Linked DNA regions of Bombyx mori: region 2 is linked to region 1. A link is a contact called in public Hi-C data. All regions are on one chromosome and are shown on one strand. The core of a region is the stretch at or near the end of the contact, and the rest is flanking DNA. Distances in the headings are between cores, read along the strand shown.

Region 1 (4,806 bases), core at 1,154-3,653:
TTTTTTTGTTAAAAACAAATTTATCCATTTACCGGCTATCGTAAATGGGGATTCCCCAGCGTAAAAAAAAGGACCTCTTGTGAGTCCACTACCCTGGTACCACTACCCTGCCTATTTCTGCCGTGAAACAGTAATGCGTTTCGGTTTGAAGGGTGGGGCAGCAGCTGTATTACTTACTTGTGTGTATTACTACTGTACTTAAGAATACGTCTCTAAATTTTCTCTTATATTTAATACGGCCACGGAATGACACCCAACGTTCAGGTGCGCCTCTTACTTAATTAGTAACATTTGTGTGTCGGCGTCTCCCTAAAACATTTCGGTGTCGATGACCAAACTAAAGGGAAGCTGAAACCATAAAAATGACCACTAACCAACGTGAGGGTGAATCCTGTTATTATTTGACTTCACTAAATTATACTTACATAAGACGAATTAATATATTACACAAGCGTGTACGAATTGTTACTAACAATTTAATATATAATGTATGGAAAGCGTAATAAAGCATATTTATAGTAAATAAATATTTTTCTAGAACTACCCAGAGGTAGACCAGACCGTATGCTACTTTGTGATTTAATTTATAAAAATAATTCCTAAACTAATCGACGATATGGGTCGGAAAACTTTGTGCACAAATGTACGCGGAAAATGTCAAGCGCAATAGGATAGGGAATTCGAATATTAAATAGCCAACAAACGCAAGTTGGAACGTAATGAAATATCAATATCTTAAAATAGAAACCAATAAATCGTTGAGCATCGCCACAAATTTTAAAATGTAATTAATTTAAAAAACCAAATTTAAAATACATCGCAACTTTAACAGCTAATGGGAGCTACGCACAACTCGGTTTTATCTCTCTCCCATTTAATTGATTATTTATTCGCAATTAAGAAACGATTAAACGGTGGACAGTCACGTTCGCATAACATTCGTCTTTGATAAGTTATCAGGGTATTTCATAGAGCAGAGAGGAATATGTGGCGGCGTAAAGAATTGCGACTTATACATTGTACAGTAATACATTGTTATGCGACAGTACGAATGTAATTGGTACTGTATGCTGTGTGCCAAAAGAGGTTTATAAAATACCAGCGACCCGCTCCTGCTCCGCTCGGGTTTTTAACAAAAATTTCAACGATATTTGACGTTGTTTTATATTTTACATAAAAGAACACTTATTGCGGCATAACTATAATAGTTAGACTTATGCTGTCGCGGCACTTTTTGTAAATAATAATGTGTTCTACAAAGACGTAGTACATTAATTTATTCTATCATCAATAGTTTTCGCAGGGCACGCGATGTAAAGAATATTTAGGTAATTTTTTTACACCTTGGGTTACATTATTGGAGTTTTAGTAACGATAGCTAATTTTTTTCAAAAAAAATTATAGTCATATAGACTATAATTTTTTCACTCAGGAATAGTGCAGCTTCCAAACAGTGAAAGAATTTTTCAAATCGGTTCAGTAGTTTCGGAGCCTATTCAATACAAACAAACAAATCTTTCGTCTTTTTAATATTAGTAGGTATAGATTAATAAGGCGATGGGCGTAAGACGTTTACATTTACATATATAATATAATATTTTGGGCTGAAACAGACTGATTATCTCTTATTTCCAGACATCTTGCCTATCTCAAACTATAAGCTATTCTTTTAAATATGGGCTATTGATGATTGTACAGTAGGCATTTGCCATTCATAAATTCCGGTTTGAAGAGCAGGTGAGTCTTCAATTACAAGAAACCGCTCGATACTAGAGAGTCCGTGAATGCGTCAGTCCATCTACAATAATAATGATAAGCTTAAGAAAGCTACTTCTCCGTTATTTTCTGCAGAGCTAGGTATGTCCATTTTAAACGAGATTCAAAAAGAGTCTTCAAACAATACAGTTTTTGCCTGTGTCATTCAAATTACACAGGCAAAATACAATTGTGTACAGTTCAAATAAAATTGTGTCGCTTCTAAATAAAAATCGTTGATAGTTTAGATAGATCAGTTCAAGGGATCATATTTTAGCACCTCATGAGACAACCGCATCCACATTATTAACTTCTAATTACCTAAGGCTTTTGTTTACGTCTTTGACGCTAATGGGCGTGAACATAGGATAATCGAATAACAAACAAAATCGTGTTTCTCATTTAGTGTCATTTCTCGATAAGCTAGGACACTAATTAAATGTGTCTGGAAATTTTCGGATAATAGACGTCGGGCAAGCGAGGGGCATTTACATGAATGTGCATAGGCGCGAGTGTCGGGGTGGCGGGCGGGTGGGGAGGTGCCGCTGCGGAGACTTGACCTTGGGGCAGGATTGAGGCGAGGCTCGCGGTCCCTGACCTGACTATTTCGAGTGGCAAGTGCGCCGCCGCCGAGCTGCATGCAATGTGCATACCGAAATAACCGCTTGGTCTGTCGCCCCGCCCCCCTCCTCCGCTCTGCACTCGCCCCCGCCGCCGCCTCCAGGATGTACTGCCTTATAGCCATGCATGGCACGCCTATCACACACGACCATAAGGGGAAGGAGTTCTGTTATTCGAAGCCGATTATAAACAACATACCCCTGTTTGATTATTTCTTACTTTATTCACGTACTAATCACAAAAAAGGTGGGTGGCGCATTTACGCCGTAGAGGTCTATGGGCTCCAGTAACCACTTAACACCAGGTGGGCTGTGAGCTCGTCCACCCATCAAAACAATAAAAAAAAAACTCTATTTTTTGCCCTTGTAGACAGACGAGCATACGGCCTACCTAATGGTGAGTGATTACCGTCACCCATGGACTTCAGCAATGCCAGGGGCCGACCCAAACCGCTGCCTACCGTTAAGTACTCTCCACAAGCCTCATTCGAAGAAGGATATGACATAGCGCTCCTACAAACAAATGTCTAAGTAAAACCAAAACCGTACATCCTTGACGATTAATAAATTATGAATTCAACAAAGAGAAGCTGTAAAGTAAGTATAGAAATTCCTCAAAAGATTACTTTGTGTCATAGTGGTTGAGAGACGATAAATGTCAAATCGATAGTTTAATGAACGGTAATAGTGCAAACGGCGAGAGCGGTGCCGGGCGCAGTTGATGGACGAGGGAAAGGCTTCGTCAAGGCTGCAGCCGATGCACTTTCACGAGATGCGGCACACCATTATTATGCATCCATTATGCGTCCACGTCGTCGCATCGGCCCGACTCTTCCCCCCTGTCACGACGCCCACGCGATAATCATTTTCATCGAAACTCTCTTAGAATACTTTGGTTAAGTTGAAAGGTTTTCAAGCGTTAAAATCTTTATCATTAATATATTAGTAGTGTTATAACCGTGAGCTAATTAAAATGGTAATGACGAGAACATAATGTGTATGGAAAGAAGCAAATCAAATGAAATGTTCAGTTCAAGGTGCGAGTATATTTGTAGAGGCTGTTTTTTTCTGTCTACGTAATCATAATTTATAAAGATTTATTACATTTAAAATAATATAAGCATAGATTTGCAATATTTTTGTGCCTATCCAGTTTTTCATCTGATTTGTACAATACAATACTACAAACAGAAATATTATCATGTTTGATACGAGTGTTTAAGGAGAGAGTACATTTTTCGTTAAACTGCGATATCACATAAACGCAAACATAGAAGTACCCACGGTAATCGGCCCTAGCCAGAACACACAGACATGCACTCACACATGCACGTGTGTAATAACATTATAGGGTGCATGTGTGTCCGACTGACTAATCTATTGCGCCCGCGCATTCAAGGTCACTGGCCACAGGCGCGGCCCAAAGACCGATTTTAACTTTTAACATGTCACTATGTTGCGCTCTTTAAGACTATTATACTTTAACTTTATTTATGGTATTTTTATCACATGTTTGGCCTGACCGCATTAGGTAAAGTATCACTGAATAAACGTAATTCAGGCAAAATATTTATAAGTTGCTTTACAATATATTTTTTTTTGTTAAAGCTGAGTACAAGCTTATATTTCGTTTGGTGTTAATTTACCGAAGCAAATATATGTAATAATATGTGTGCCAACATCCATTTAGGGAATTGATGTCGAAACCTCAATTCTGTTGCAGGACGGTTGAGGCTGTTCGATTGCAGGGGAAAATGCGTAATTAAATTAAATCATTGAATAATATTTTGTGTAGGGTATGTTTTGCCCATTATTTATAATATAATAATCATATAATATATAGAATATTATTAGTATTCGATTGGTAATGTAGTATAAAATCATCAATAAAAATGAAGTGAAATTGTTGAAAAATACGATAACTTAAACGCCTACTTAGTGGCGCAATTCCATCATCACCTTTGTAGTTTACGTTTAAATGTTGACCATTTTTTTCTACTGTGAAACCGATCTTTTACTGTTAAAATATTATAATTCAAAACAAAATTATAATCGAACAAAATCCGTATTATTATTTTCAATTACGGATCAAGATTTTTAATACCATACTATATAGCTGCGAAGACAGAGGAGATAGAACGAAGAGGGCTCGCAGCGGGGCGAGGGTGGACGACGGGTTCTGCCGAATGACTCTGTAACGTCCGGGAGCGCGGCCAACGACCTGCCCAATCTCCGTTGCATTAGCACAGCGAGCAATATTCGTGTCTAGCCAAACTCTTGTGTGCGTTTACATACGAGTAAATTGTATTACCATGGTACTTTAACTCGCTTCGAACGAGTCCCTCTTTAGTCTTCCATCCGTTTTGTTCATCACTAAATCGACAACTAAATGTGTTTTAACATTCTAGTAGGGAGTTATACGACAAATGCT
Region 2 (4,806 bases), core at 615-3,114, 68 kb before region 1:
TTTCCTTGCAAAGTAATGTTTTCACCTACAATTTTCCTGGCTTCAGTAGGATCCACTGTCCAATCTAGTCCAATGGTTTCATAACCTAATTGAGCTTGAATATCTAAGGAATGTCCAGCTCCTTTTGCAAATATGGTCTGAAAATAATATAATAAGTATTCTTAATTGTGTGATTATCTCTAGAGCATGTTATTTACAAGTTATTTTACTATAAATAACTTACCATAGGAACCTGTTCTAAAGATTTTTCTGTAAGTTTAGCTCTAACTCCACTTCTAATGTCTTTCAAATATGGAATAGAAAACTCAGTAAATTGTTCTCTTGAGAGGTGATCTGCACTTGATTCAAATACTTGCAGAAGTTGCGCTCCACTCTCCACCTTCAGTTATACATGCATATACATATAATTATATACATTTCCATTTGAACAAATATATTTGATTTTCAAGATACATTAAGATCGATTATGTTTTTAGCAAAAAATATACTATTTCAAACTTACTTGCATCACCACATAGTCAATTATAACATTAGTAAGAAGACAAAGGAGTCTATGGACATCTTTAGGATACTTCTCGAGCCATTCTTTTGTTTTAGACATTGTTTTGCTTCCTCCACCCTCTAGCATGTATCCAAATAGTGTAAACTAAAATTTTATCCCAAAATTAATTAAATACATGAGTATATTTCAATGGCATCAAATTATACCTAAATATTTGTGATATTTACCGGAGCTCCAGTAAAGCCAATCAAGGGAACTTTACCATCTATTTTATGTCTTGTCAGTGTGATAGCCTTTCCAACATAATCCAACCTTGAAACTGCACCTTCTGGTTGGAGACCATCTATTTCTGATGGGGTTTGAAGTGGTTTAGGAAATACTGGACCCTAGAAATACATTTTTTTGTAATGATGTCAAGAATGGGTAGAGCATTTTTAAATTGGATTTTACTTACGACTCCAGGGTGCATTTCAACAGTCATGCCGAGTGCTTGTGGTATCACAAGAATATCACTGAATATTATAGATGCATCCAAGTGCTCATACCTTCTGAGCGGCTGCAGTGTTACTTCACAAGCTAATTCTGGAGTTCGACAAACCGTGAAAAAATCGTGTTTAACTCGGACTTCCTGAAATTCTGGTAAATATCTTCCAGCTTGTCGCATTACCCAAACAGGGACTTTGTCAACACTTTTTCCTAAAGCTGCTCGAAGTAGTCTATCATTTTTCAATTCTGGAAAATTCTGAAGGAAATTCAAAGATTTTGTTAATAGTGAAAAGTCTAGTAAAATGCACAAAAGCAAACTGCTATTACCTTGTTAGAGTACTCCATGTTATGAATGAAAGATTTTGATTAAAAAATAATTAACCAGGTCCAAATTATGAATTATGAGTAAAATAAAAAAATCTATTAATTTTAATGTATGTACATTTAATGTATTGGCCGACTTGGTTTATCCAGCTGATTTTAATGAGTTTTGTTTTCTTTTTATTTATTTTTAATATTATATGGCCTTGTAACAAGACCTTTAAGCCAAGTTTTATATTCCGTTATTATATGGATATGATAGCGAACTGAGATGCAGTTGATTATTTTGAGACTTTATCAATTGGAATGAAATTAAACATAAAGTCTCAGTAAAAAGGTTAATACTTTTTAAGAGTTTTTCAGTGAATTTTTTGAAAAAAACCGATTAGCTATGTACGTTCAGTAGCTTTGTTATTTTACCACATTTGTGGACTTTCAAAGATACTCAATAGTTAATAAGCCACCGTTATTACACAGTGAAACTTAAAGAAACACTAAATGAAAAACATAAAAAATTCAAACAAATTCACTCTTCGCACTCCCGCCAAAAAGGTCTGAGTTTTTTAAATCGACATAAGATTACTGACACTGACATCAGATATCAAACACTGCTGTCTTACAAGTTACGATATGTGCTATTAGGTTTCATACGTCAGTGGCTATATTTAACAACTATGCGTAAGTTGTAAGAAGCTTGAGAGACTATTCTTAAATATTAAATTACTATTTTATATAATATAATTATTATTTATATTATTATCTATGGACAATATTATGTACTAGCTTCACCGAACGTGAGTGAACGTGAAAAGCTTGAGGTTACTAGCTACTGAGGCTGGGTAGCCAGGGTAGCATTGCAAAGGGCCACTAGTATGATTGCGACGCGACGTGGACATAGCGAACCATGCGCGCTGTTTTATCTGTCTCTTTGGTTCATTGTGGACGAGCAGCGTCTTGTCTTCGATGCAGAAGTAGGGTTTGACTTAGGTACCGCAACGGAGAAAATCAAATCCGTTACTGTTCACTCACAGCAGAAACGTACCATAGTCTACCTTCGCAAGCACTAAAAAAAGCACGCTATATCACAATGTCATATTCGACCGCGACGGGGTAACGCAAAACTGCCGTCGCCCGAAACATGTTTTGTCGGATCCCCAGGATTCACTCTCGGGTTTTTTAGGCCTCTCGAGCACCGCCCCCCGTCCTTGTCGAACTCGACGAGCGAACTAACCTACAGACACAGCTCACTAAGTTTCTAGCCGGATCTTCTCAGTGGGTGGCGATTCCGATCCGGTGGTAGATTCCGCGAAGCACTGCTTTGGCTGGGGGTAGTGTTAGCAAATACTCCCAGGTTGAACTCGTGCGCTCACCTACTAGTCCGGGCGTAGCTGGAATAGCCCCTTAGGCTACCAGCGAATAGGTAGGGAGAGAAACACAATGCAGTAGGTACATTCGCAGAGTTATAGTTCTGAAATCTTATTCCTTCATCGTAAAATTTATTCGTGTAGAATGCTACATTGTGTAATCATTTGTTGCAATTTTTTTTATTGAGTAGGAACGTCTCACATTTCAACGATTTTATTTGCATAACTGGCACTAAGAGGTACCATGGTGTCTATTATAACTTCAATGCCTCTCAGAGCACAGAGATTCATAGTGCTAGTTGTTTCAAGAAGACTAATCTATTCATTCATTTTTTATTATATTTCTATACCGAAAACCGTGTCCGTTTGGTGTTGCTTAGACTAAAACCAGGCTACTTCTTAACGTGAATGTCGTTAAAGGCGAGGTTATAACAGCTAATAGAACGGGCAGGAGTGTTCTTTGATTGTCATACCAGTGTCCTGCGATATTTAATCAGCATCTACTGGTGGAAGGGCGTATTGTCTTCACAGCGCCTATTTCTGCAGAGAAGAAATCGTACATTTATACATTCTTACTTTATACATTTCACTATAATGTCATTCATCATAAAAAAATGTAAATCTTAAAATACCTATGCAAAGTTTGCGAGATTTTTCGTCTACCTGCCGCACCGCACCTATCAAAGTGAAAAAAAATAAAATAAATGAGAGGGGTCTACGATAACAAAGTTTTTGTAAAGCGACACAGGGCGACCTTTCACAATATAGTATTTTTTGTATCAAACCTTTATCCCACTTTCCTAATAAAGTTTATTCGCTTTAGATAAAAAAAAAAACTGAGATCGGATTTTGAGTGACTTCGGAATTTTAAAAATAAATTCGAATATTATGATTTCGTATTTATTTCGTAGTGAAAAGTTATGTTCTTCTGACTTATCAAAGAAAGTAAGAAAAATACTACATAGGTAGGTACGTTTTAAAATTATTTTTTAACCAATATTGTGTGTTTTAACTAATGTGTGAACAGTTCGTTAGTTATATATCAAAGATCATTATCATCAAGCTTAAAGGATTCTGATTTTTTTTCTTTGCTTTCTAGACGTTGCTCACTTGTTTCCCGAGATTATTGAAAAGTGATTATCCACCTTTAGATAATAGGTATGTACATAATATGTGGTCTAATTGTTATATGTAACGATGAGTTCGTTTGCCCATTAAATAAAATAAATAAGTTACTCATGGGTTATTGGCATCAGTAGTTGCATAGTCGCCAGTGTTGATTTTGTGGACTGTTCGGAAATAAAGGACCACTTATGGAAAGATGCAGTGTAAAAGCACGTCGCTTTGGATTAAACACAGTTGCATTTATTAAACAAATTTCGATAGACTGAGAAACAAAAAATGTTATGCAATCCTCGGATTAAATAAAAAAAGAATCATGCAGGTGCAGTGTGACTTGCGCATTCTGTATGTAATGTTGTGAGACAAATTTTGCTAGAGATTTCATTTTGCTGGGTGCAAATGTAAAGGATCACAAACAATAACGCCGAGCTTCATTTTTAAATCACGTTATTATACCTACTACGAAATTAAAAACAAAATAAAGTTGGTGCGATTTGGATCGCTTTGCTTCTGGTATTGCCAATATCTATAAAAACTGAATTGAAGGCAAAAGGTGGTTAGACGTCATAATTTAATTTGTTTTTGAAATAGTGTGGGAAACCATTTTTTATACGAAAGAACAAAGGGAGTCAGAAAAGATTACACGCAATAATTTAAGGCGATCCCGTTATGATTAAAAAAGTTTTCGTTGAAAAAAATTAATGGCTCGTGTATCTGCAATTTCTTTTTCGATTTGTGTTTTTTTTTTTGCAATTAGCCATCAAGTTCGACGAGCTCAGTAGGGGAGGTCCGATAGAATGAGTTTTGTGTTTTCTGTCGATCAGTTAGAAGTTATGGAATATTGTTAACTTATTTTCATAAAAATAAATGATTCGAATTGAAAGAATTCAGATCCAGGATCCTAAGCTGAAAGGTGCTTCAACATCTTGAATAAACAAAATTCAGGGCTTAGATTACATAGAACTAGTCTGTCGGTCAAGTTGGTAGCTGCCATCAGCTCGATGTTTCAAT

Evidence for each region. A called contact is a pair of places that touch in the nucleus more often than the background predicts.
Region 2: a Hi-C map of whole pupa shows a contact between it and region 1, with 2.4 times the contacts expected there. The contact joins the promoter of LOC101742739 here to the enhancer-like site in region 1. A contact is called at or near these places in 2 of 7 Hi-C or Micro-C datasets (both in whole pupa).

Annotation. Positions count from the first base shown.
Region 1 is chr13:8,296,693-8,301,498 of ASM3026992v2, reverse strand. No RefSeq gene overlaps it. Among protein-coding and RNA genes, the nearest start is that of LOC101743032, 24 kb to the right of the region's middle. Within about 2 kb of position 2,403, at least 3 of the 8 cell types and tissues checked have open chromatin away from gene starts, as enhancers often do.
Region 2 is chr13:8,364,491-8,369,296 of ASM3026992v2, reverse strand. LOC101742739 (uroporphyrinogen decarboxylase) reads right to left here and starts at 1,864. Exons shown (of 7, transcript XM_004927814.4): 1 at 1,316-1,864; 2 at 957-1,244; 3 at 730-888; 4 at 503-646; 5 at 224-379; 6 at 1-137. The coding sequence starts at 1,333. It overlaps LOC110385550 (a long non-coding RNA gene), which reads left to right and starts at 3,425. Exons shown (of 3, transcript XR_002430813.3): 1 at 3,425-3,638; 2 at 3,773-3,831.